Linked DNA regions of Sus scrofa: region 2 is linked to region 1. The links are chromatin contacts, called in public HiChIP or PLAC-seq maps. All regions are on one chromosome and are shown on one strand. The core of a region is the stretch at or near the end of the contact, and the rest is flanking DNA. Distances in the headings are between cores, read along the strand shown. Region 1 overlaps CFAP44 (cilia- and flagella-associated protein 44). Region 2 has its middle 77 kb from the start of BOC.

Region 1 (4,114 bases), core at 1,611-4,110:
AGATAGGGAAGCAGCCAGGGCAGCGGGGATACAGACCTCCTCTGCTCCACCTCACCCCTCCACCCGGTCTTGTGCATGCAGGGCTCCCAAGTCTAACCCGGAGGAAGGCTCTTTCTTATACACACTGCCTGACGACTCGACCCACCAGCTGCCCCAGCCCTCACAGGACTGCCACCACCTCCAGGAGCAGTCTGCAGCCACAGGCCAGCGGGGCATGAATAATGGACCTCGGAGTCCTGGGCTGGAAGCCGTGTGGGACCCTCTGTTCCACCCAGGTCAGTGCCAAGGGCACGACGGGGAAACATTACAGGCTGGGGTGATGTGAGGGAGGCATCTGAGACCCAGGAGGGACATGGAGGCCAGGCCTGGTGGTAAGGAGCCATCCACAGCTTATATATCTGAGATGGGGCTGCCTCCTTCCCTGCTGAAAGCCCAGCAAATCTGGGGCCGGGGGGGGGAGGCGCTGTCAGGTGGGCCCCACTCCAGCATGGCAAACTGTGTCCTCAAAGGCAGAAAGGGCACGTCTTCATTTCAGAGAAAGAAGCCCTTTTGGTCTCGGCATTTCAAGGTCTTTCATGAATTCCTGCTGCCTCTCATCACACTAAGAGGCGTTCTCTAATCATTTGAAAACAGCCTGCTTTGTTGGATCTTGTCTCTTAATTAAGGAATGAGGTTGCCTCCATCATGAAGCCAGGTTCTCACATCATCAGAACTCTGTGCAGGGCACTCAATGCATGGTGCTCCCAGCCCACTCTCTGTCTTTGTGCCAAGCTCCTAGAAGTCGTTGGATATCTGGTTGGGCACAGACTGGTTCAGAGAATTAGCTGAGGTTTCTTTGCCTCCATAGTATGGAGGCCAGGTCCCATGCCAATCCTAGCTGTCTCTGGATGATGAAATTCTAGGACAAGCACCTTCTAGAGCCAGGGCCATGCCATGTCTGTGCGAGATCTTGGAGGGAGCATCATCATCCTTGATGTGGTTGTAGGTCTCTGTCCCTCCTTCCAGGATAACTGGCTCTGGTCCTGGGTAGAGACTGACCCAGCACTAGGGAGTGCTGGTTCCCAATCAGTCTGGATTCTGACGTTGCCCACTCTGCTCTCCCCCCAGGGCCCCCGTGCTGCCTGGGCCTTGCACCGGTCGAAGAGGTGGACAGTCCTGACTCCTGCCAAGCGGGTAGAGGAGCCTGGTGTCCCCAGCACCCCCCGGGGGCCTACAGAGGCCAGGAACTAGGGACACAGCTCTGCCCCAGCCCACCAGTGCACGTGTCTTTTGAAACACCACCTCCTACAATTTAGGCAGAAGCTGATATCCCAGAAAGACTATATATTGTTGTTTAAAAAAAAAATGGAAATTGGTATTTATTTTTCTATAATAGCCATATTTATATATTTATGCACTTGTAAATAAATGTATATGTGTGTTTTTATAATGCCGAAGAGACATAGGGAAGCCTACCCACCAAGGGTCTGAGAGGGGAAACAAAGAAGCCGCGACATAACAGGAATCAACCAGGACCGAGCAACAGGACTGAGGAGGCAGCCCTTCCCTGAGAACGCCTGCCCCTGCCTGGGAGGCTGCAGAAGGAAGGAAGGCTCCTAGGCACGCTGTCCAGAGGGACCCTAAGGGGAAAAGCCAGGGCCACGGACTCAGAGATTGGAGATGCCCGTGTGACAGTGGCTGGATCTGGTGCTACAGGAAACGTTTTCAGAAGATGCCCATGAGAATAGACTAAGATGTGTATAGGACCATAAGCATTAACAAAGCTTCCAGAATCAATAATCTGTGGCAACATATCTCTGTAAAAATAAACACTGTAACGTCTAAATAAATGTTTAGTCTTCCCTGTAACCTTCAGCTTAGTCATGTATGAGTCAGCATTCTCCTTCCACGTTAGGGTTCAGTCTGAGTATTTGAAGAAACACCCACTTGGGCTCTGTGGGACGTTTGCAGAGCCCTGGAGGGGAGAGCTGGAAAAAGGTAGCAGATGTTTCTAATTTTTGTCTTTTAAATATTGAATGTCAGTTGTGTTTTTATTAAGGCAGATGTGTTGATGGCTGTTTAGTCCAAGAGGGAGTCAGTGTACAGCAGGCGAGAAGTACCTCACCATTCTCTAACTGGACTTGAGGTCACGCTTTGTTCAGACCCAGGGAATGAAACGTACCTTTTCTATACAGGTATGTGTTGAAGACTAAATATTTTCTCTAAAATACTAGTTTAAGTGCCATATTACACATGAACATATGGTGCCTGATAAAATTCACTTCCCTTCTTTCCAAAGACACACCAACATGGCCAGAGGAGTTGACTCACTGGTTGGATAAAATCAACGTTGACTCACTGCCATCCACCCACAGGATCAAGCATTGCACTTGAACGTGGAACTAGAAGGAGGCTGAAGCTTGCACTGAAACTCCTAACACACTTTTTTTTTTTTTTTTTTTTTTTTTGGTCTTTTTAGGGCCACACCTGTGGCATATGGTGGCTCCCAGGGATCGAATCAGAGCTGTAGCCACCAGCCTATGCCAGAGCCACAGCAACACAGGATCCAAGCTGTGTCTGCGACCTACACCACAGCTCACAGCAACGCTGGATCCTTAACCCACTGATCGAGGCCTGGGGTTGAACCTGCTTCCTCATGGATACCAGTCAGGTTTGTTAACTTCTGAGCCACTACAGGAATGCCCCTAACACACTTTTAACTGTTTTCAGTAGGGAAATGTATTTTCTAGATTTTGGTAAAGTTGAGTTGCAGATGAAATACCACTTGAGGGACTTAAGAGTCATCAAGGGCAGACTGACCCTAGCTAGCTACTTACTAGATTTACACTCCACTCATGAATTTGATAAACCAAGTCCTAGGAAAGCACCTAGAGTGACTCTGATGGCCAAGGACAAGTACACCCTCTGCTGGTCAGAAGACATTCCTGCGTCCTTTTCCCATCCAACAGCTAAATTGGAACATGGTTTTCAGAAAAGCAGTATTTTAAAAATATTTTAAGAAATGAAATGAAGGGTTGTAAGGAATATGGAAATGATAGGAAAAGAGAAGTAGAGCAGGGAAGAGAAGAATAAGAGATTGCGACTTCAGACACAATCCAGCATCGAGGGCCTAAAGGTCACTTCCAGGAGGGGAACAGGACTCTCAGATCTGGAATGTAACACAACTTCTAGCCCATGACTTTTTAAAAATGTCCTGCTTTTTTGATCCTTGATGATCCCAGTGGTTCAGAAAACTTTGGTGAACTTTATGGGAGTGATAATGGTTCCAGTGCTGTGCAGAAATCGGTTTTACATAACAACACTGAATGCTTTTAGTGCTCAAAAAAAGTTCTGGGAAAGACACAGCACGTCTAAGGCATGTTAAGTGAGACACTTGTGCATATTTACCTTAGCCAATTGCAGGAAACGGGGAACAGCTTAGGGCATCAGGCCTTTAAATTTTAGCCTAGAAAATGAAACAGCATTTTGTATTCTTTAGACTCAGGTTAATTATTATAATGCCCTTCAAAAGCCTGACTCCGTCAGCAACAGCTGTATAAATTAATCAGAAGGAAGAGTAAAGCCGACTCAGCAGAACTGAGTAACTCCTTTTCCTTTGACATTCTGACGGAGGCTTTGGACTCGACAGTTTTTCTTTCAGTGTTGAGATTTGATGGCAGTATGGATGTGGGTTCAAAATAGCCAAGGGAGATTAACACCTAATCCACAAGGAACTCAATTTAGACTGCTCTGGGGCTTTCTCATAGGTGACGCTGCCTTTTTAAGGGCACAGCAGGAGGCAGAGAACAGCTTGATTGGAGACCAGGACTTTCTACCTACCCTCAGCTGAGGCTGCACCCCCTGGTACTCCTCCTGTTTGAAGCTAAACCTCCCAAAGATGCAGATGCTATATTTAATTGTAGGTTCAAGACTAAGGCTGGAATCAAGTAGAAATGAAACTAAAGCTGTCTATATATCTTGTCTAATACAAAATAAAAATGAACTATATTGTCAGATCCCAAACATGCTGCATAAAGATCTTAATATTGTAAACTTGAGTGGTTTCATCTAGTTCAATTTGGGAAAAAAGCAATACTTCTGATTGGTTTGTTGTTGTTGTCCTTCTAGGGCCACA
Region 2 (3,998 bases), core at 922-3,421, 150 kb before region 1:
CACATCCCCTCGCGGATCATCTTTCTGTTGGAGCCTGTGCTGATGGCCTCTTTCCAAGAGCAGCAGGTTTGAATCAGCTCCAGTTTAAAATGAAGGCAGGGGGTGGGGGTGGAGTGAGGCCAGAAGGGGATATCAGCTCTCTCCTGTCCAGTGTTCCCAGCGCACAGCCTCCCCCAAGCCTCCCGGCTCCCTTCTCTCTCTCTCCCTCTCTCTTTGCCTAGACACCCCTCCCCACACAGGTACGTACAAGAGAAGGCCTAATAATCCCTTGCAGGCAAAACCAGAGACCTCCCCCCGCAACTCCTCTCCCTCCCCCGACAGGCAGCTGGTTTCCATTAGATGTTCCAAGTGCTATAAATATTCTCTTTTCTCACTTATCTCTTACTATTTTTCCTTTCCCTTTCTCATATTCCCCTCCCTGCCTCTGGATTCCCTCCTAGGAGGAGGCCTAAATTAAGAAGAGAAGGCATGCCAAACTTAGCATTAACCATCTTGTCATGCCCCAGGCCTCTGGCAGAGCAGAACCCAAAAATAATGGCTTCTTGTTTGTCCAGTTTGCCGCTCCACACACCAAAGGTGGAAATCCTCCCAGGAGAGCAGAGGGGCTTAGCTCAGGCTGAGCTCAAGGATGTTGCCAGGGTCACTCCATCTGTGTGCTCACTGATGTGCTGCTGGCTGAGCCTTTTGGGTCCTTTGTCTTGTGCTTTGCTCCAAAGAGCATCAGGGGTCTTGGGCACAGGTCTGGAAGGTGACATTCTGGGGTTCTTTGTACACAGGCACCATGACCTCAGGCAAGTTACCTAGCCTCCCTCGTTTGTAAAATCATGCTGATAACACCTGCCCCAAAAGTAGCAACTAATGGGAAAACTTTTAGCTCAAGTGGGCAAGGAACAGACACTGGTTCTCTCCTTCTGCCGCCTCCCATGTGGAAAATCCCGCCCTCCTCTTCTACCTTCTTCTACACCTTCCAAGTAATTAACTGACCAATTAGAGAAAGATTAACCCCTCAATACCCAAGGTCTGAGCTGAGGAGTGTAAAATGTTTGCTTCTTGATAAATGTTTGCTCTCTAAGAAAGAGAGACAGAGAAAGAGTGAATGTAAAAGGCTTAAACTAAAACAATGTTTACAGTCGTTAGTGCTTCTTATAAACCAGGCAGTGGAGAAGCTATGTCATTGTTGAGTCAGTGACCCCAGAGCAAAAGTTCCTCCAGGGGGGCGGGTGGTAAGGAGGAAGTGTGGGACTCCAGGCACCTCATCCTTAGCCGTGGAGGTTAAGAATGCAGCCTCCAGAATCAGACTATTTCTGGGTCTAGATTCAAGCTCCAATCCTTCCTAGCTGTTTTTTTGTTATTGCTGTTGGTGGTGGTTGGTTAGTTTTTTTTTGGCTGTACCCGCAGTGGCATGTGTAAGTCCCCAGGCTGGTGATGGAACCCACACCACAGCAGTGACCTGAGCCACAGGAGTGACAATGCCAGATCCTTAACCCACTGAGCCACCAGGGAACTCCCTTACTAGCTATTGCGTTTTGATGAGTTATTGACCTTTCTGTCCCATTTTATTGACTAATGAATGGAGGCTCAGAGAGATTAAGCAATTTGCACAAGGCCACATAGTAAGGAAGTAGCAGAATTAGGTCTAGCTGATTCCAGTGCTTTGTTTTCTGTTCTGTTAATGAGGATAATAATATAACTGACTTCATGGGGTTGTGGCAAAGACTGAATGAGCTAAAATAGTTCACTGCCGTTCAAACAGTGCCTGGCAGAATAAGCGTACAGGAAATGTAAGCCATCCTTCCCATCCAGTAAATCAGCCCTGGTGTCTTACAGCTTTGCTCTTCCATCACAGCTGTTTCAGACTGACCCATGGGCAGAGCACTGATCTAGCAGGGATCTGCTCCTCCTACCTCTGCACACTGCTCAAAAGGAGTCCAGCCACTTTGGTGGCTTTGGATACATTCCAAACCTGACAATAGACCAAACCGGAAACTCCTTCACTGGCCTTACCCTAGGGCGATGAACGTTGGGAGGGCATGCACTGGGACCACAGGGATGCCTTTCCTGAGCCTCAGCCATCCATACCCACAAACTCACGGCCTCCCTTAGACCAGAGCCTTTGTCTGGGAGTACAGCCCGTGACAGGCAGTGGAGACCAGCCAACCAGAGCCAAAGGTCCTCAGACTGCTTCAGGGGAGTGCTGCTGGGTCAGCCCAGTCTGCTTCTCTCTTGGTTTGAGGGTGAATGAGGAATACTGGCCTCCCAGCTCAGAGTCAGGTATAGCACAGAATCCCAAGGCATGAAGTCCATGGACTTGAATCCCCTGTCTTCCAAAGACAAATCAATCTAGATGGGGACTTGGTAAGGTGATTATTTTTGGTTGGGGTGGGGAGAGCTAACTTCTTTGCCCTCTAAGTCCCCCTTCTTGTACACTGGAGTCTGCTAGACCTGGTTCTGTTATTTCCTCGCTGCATGACCTTGGGCAAGTTGCTTAACCTCTCTGAGCCTCCATTCATTAATCTATAAATTGGGACTAACAACCTTACAACCTTACAGATGTATCATGTCTTTCTTGACAGACTTTAGCCATGGCTACCTTTATGACTATTATTTGTTACTTTGCTATAATTTAATTCTACTTCCCCTTGTTCTATCCTTAGTGCAGTCAGAAAAACAGCTGGTCATCATCATTCCTGTATATAACTACCTTCCAGAGACCTGAAACCAGTTAATAAATCATTCTTCAGCCTCTGAACTTCAGTCTAAACAATGCCAGTTTTTAAAAATTTCCTCCCAACGTCTTATCTAAAAATCTTAAGTAATTTCATTTTTACCTTATCTCTAAATTGTTAACGTCTCAAGTTTTTCGTGACCAAACATGAATGTATAATTTGAATAAGGCCTGACAAGAATGATGACTATAGTGAACATAAAGTTTAATTCATCTAAATCACGCTCAGCCTTGGAGCCCACTAGTACCCTATATAGGGAGTAATGTATATGTTACTCACATTTTAATATACATTATATATATACACACACTTTTTTTGCATACAAATGTTAATTCGAATATGAAATAGAGAAGTAAGGTCAGTGTTGTTCCTTTAAGAAGGCAGGCCCACAACTTATTGGTTAAACTTTGTCCCACTTGCTGGAGGAGGAAAAAAAGAAAGAACTACCAAAAGGGACTCTGAAGGAAATCATTAAAGTGAGGAGAAAAGCTCTTAAGAAAAGAGACGTTTTCTGCCCTCTGAACCTTCCTTGCTCCATTCCGTTCTCCCATGGTGACAGTGCAGCTAATATAATTCTGGGCTCCGCTAGGCCCCTGCAGAGCAGGGCTGGGGTAGGACAGGAAATCGCCACTCAGAAAATAAATGACCTGTCCCAGAGTCTTTTGTTAATGAGTCCAGGGCATAATAAATCAAGGTGACCCAGTCTCAAGAAACACAAGCCTGTTCAAAGACGACAACAAAAAAAACCCAAGACCCGCCAGCCCCAGAGGTGAAGAGGAGGAGAAGGGAGAGAGGGGACCGCAGGGAGTCCTTATAAATCACACCCAGATGAAACTAGGGCAGATGCTTTCCAGTTTCAGACCCACTCAAGAGGCAGAGAATAGACGCATGTGGATGTGAATGTAAGGGCTATCTGTTTGGGAGGGAAGACAGGAGACGGCAGGCCCTGGGGGACACAGCCCCTCCACTCTCAGCATCCTCCAGGCTGCTAGTAGCCCAGGTCTGAGAGCTCCTTCTTAGTGCCTTCTAGTTGTCACCATCCCCTTGGCTTTTCCATCTCCTCCCGGGGTCTCCCTGTAATCAGCATGGCCAGAGCGTCAGGAGTAAGTGGACTGCCGAAATCCCTTTGGAGGATAGAGCAAGAGCTTCTTGTGTTAGATGTGGGTCCCAGCTGCCTCTATAGAGAGAGGCAGTCAGGTAAACCATGGGAGAGCTTTGCTTACCAAGCAAACTGCAAATTCTCTGAGGGTGAAATTTAACAACAGGACAGAA

Evidence for each region. HiChIP or PLAC-seq counts read pairs in DNA pulled down with a chosen protein or histone mark.
Region 2: a contact with region 1 is called in an H3K27ac HiChIP or PLAC-seq map of alveolar macrophages. The contact joins two enhancer-like sites. A contact is called at or near these places in 2 of 2 datasets of contacts at active chromatin or transcription factors (alveolar macrophages and skeletal muscle).

What each region holds. Positions count from the first base shown.
Region 1 is chr13:146,625,842-146,629,955 of Sscrofa11.1, reverse strand. It overlaps CFAP44 (cilia- and flagella-associated protein 44), which reads right to left. Exons shown (of 35, transcript XM_021070360.1): 35 at 1,421-4,114. BOC (brother of CDO) reads left to right here. Exons shown (of 21, transcript XR_002337900.1): 19 at 82-275; 20 at 1,108-2,174; 21 at 2,279-4,114. Among named protein-coding and RNA genes, the nearest start is that of BOC, 75 kb to the left of the region's middle. Within about 2 kb of position 2,860, at least 10 of the 83 cell types and tissues checked have an H3K27ac peak or open chromatin away from gene starts, as enhancers often do. A contact at or near this core is called in alveolar macrophages, where this site is marked.
Region 2 is chr13:146,778,249-146,782,246 of Sscrofa11.1, reverse strand. No RefSeq gene overlaps it. Among named protein-coding and RNA genes, the nearest start is that of BOC, 77 kb to the right of the region's middle. Within about 2 kb of position 2,171, at least 29 of the 83 cell types and tissues checked have an H3K27ac peak or open chromatin away from gene starts, as enhancers often do. A contact at or near this core is called in alveolar macrophages, where this site is marked.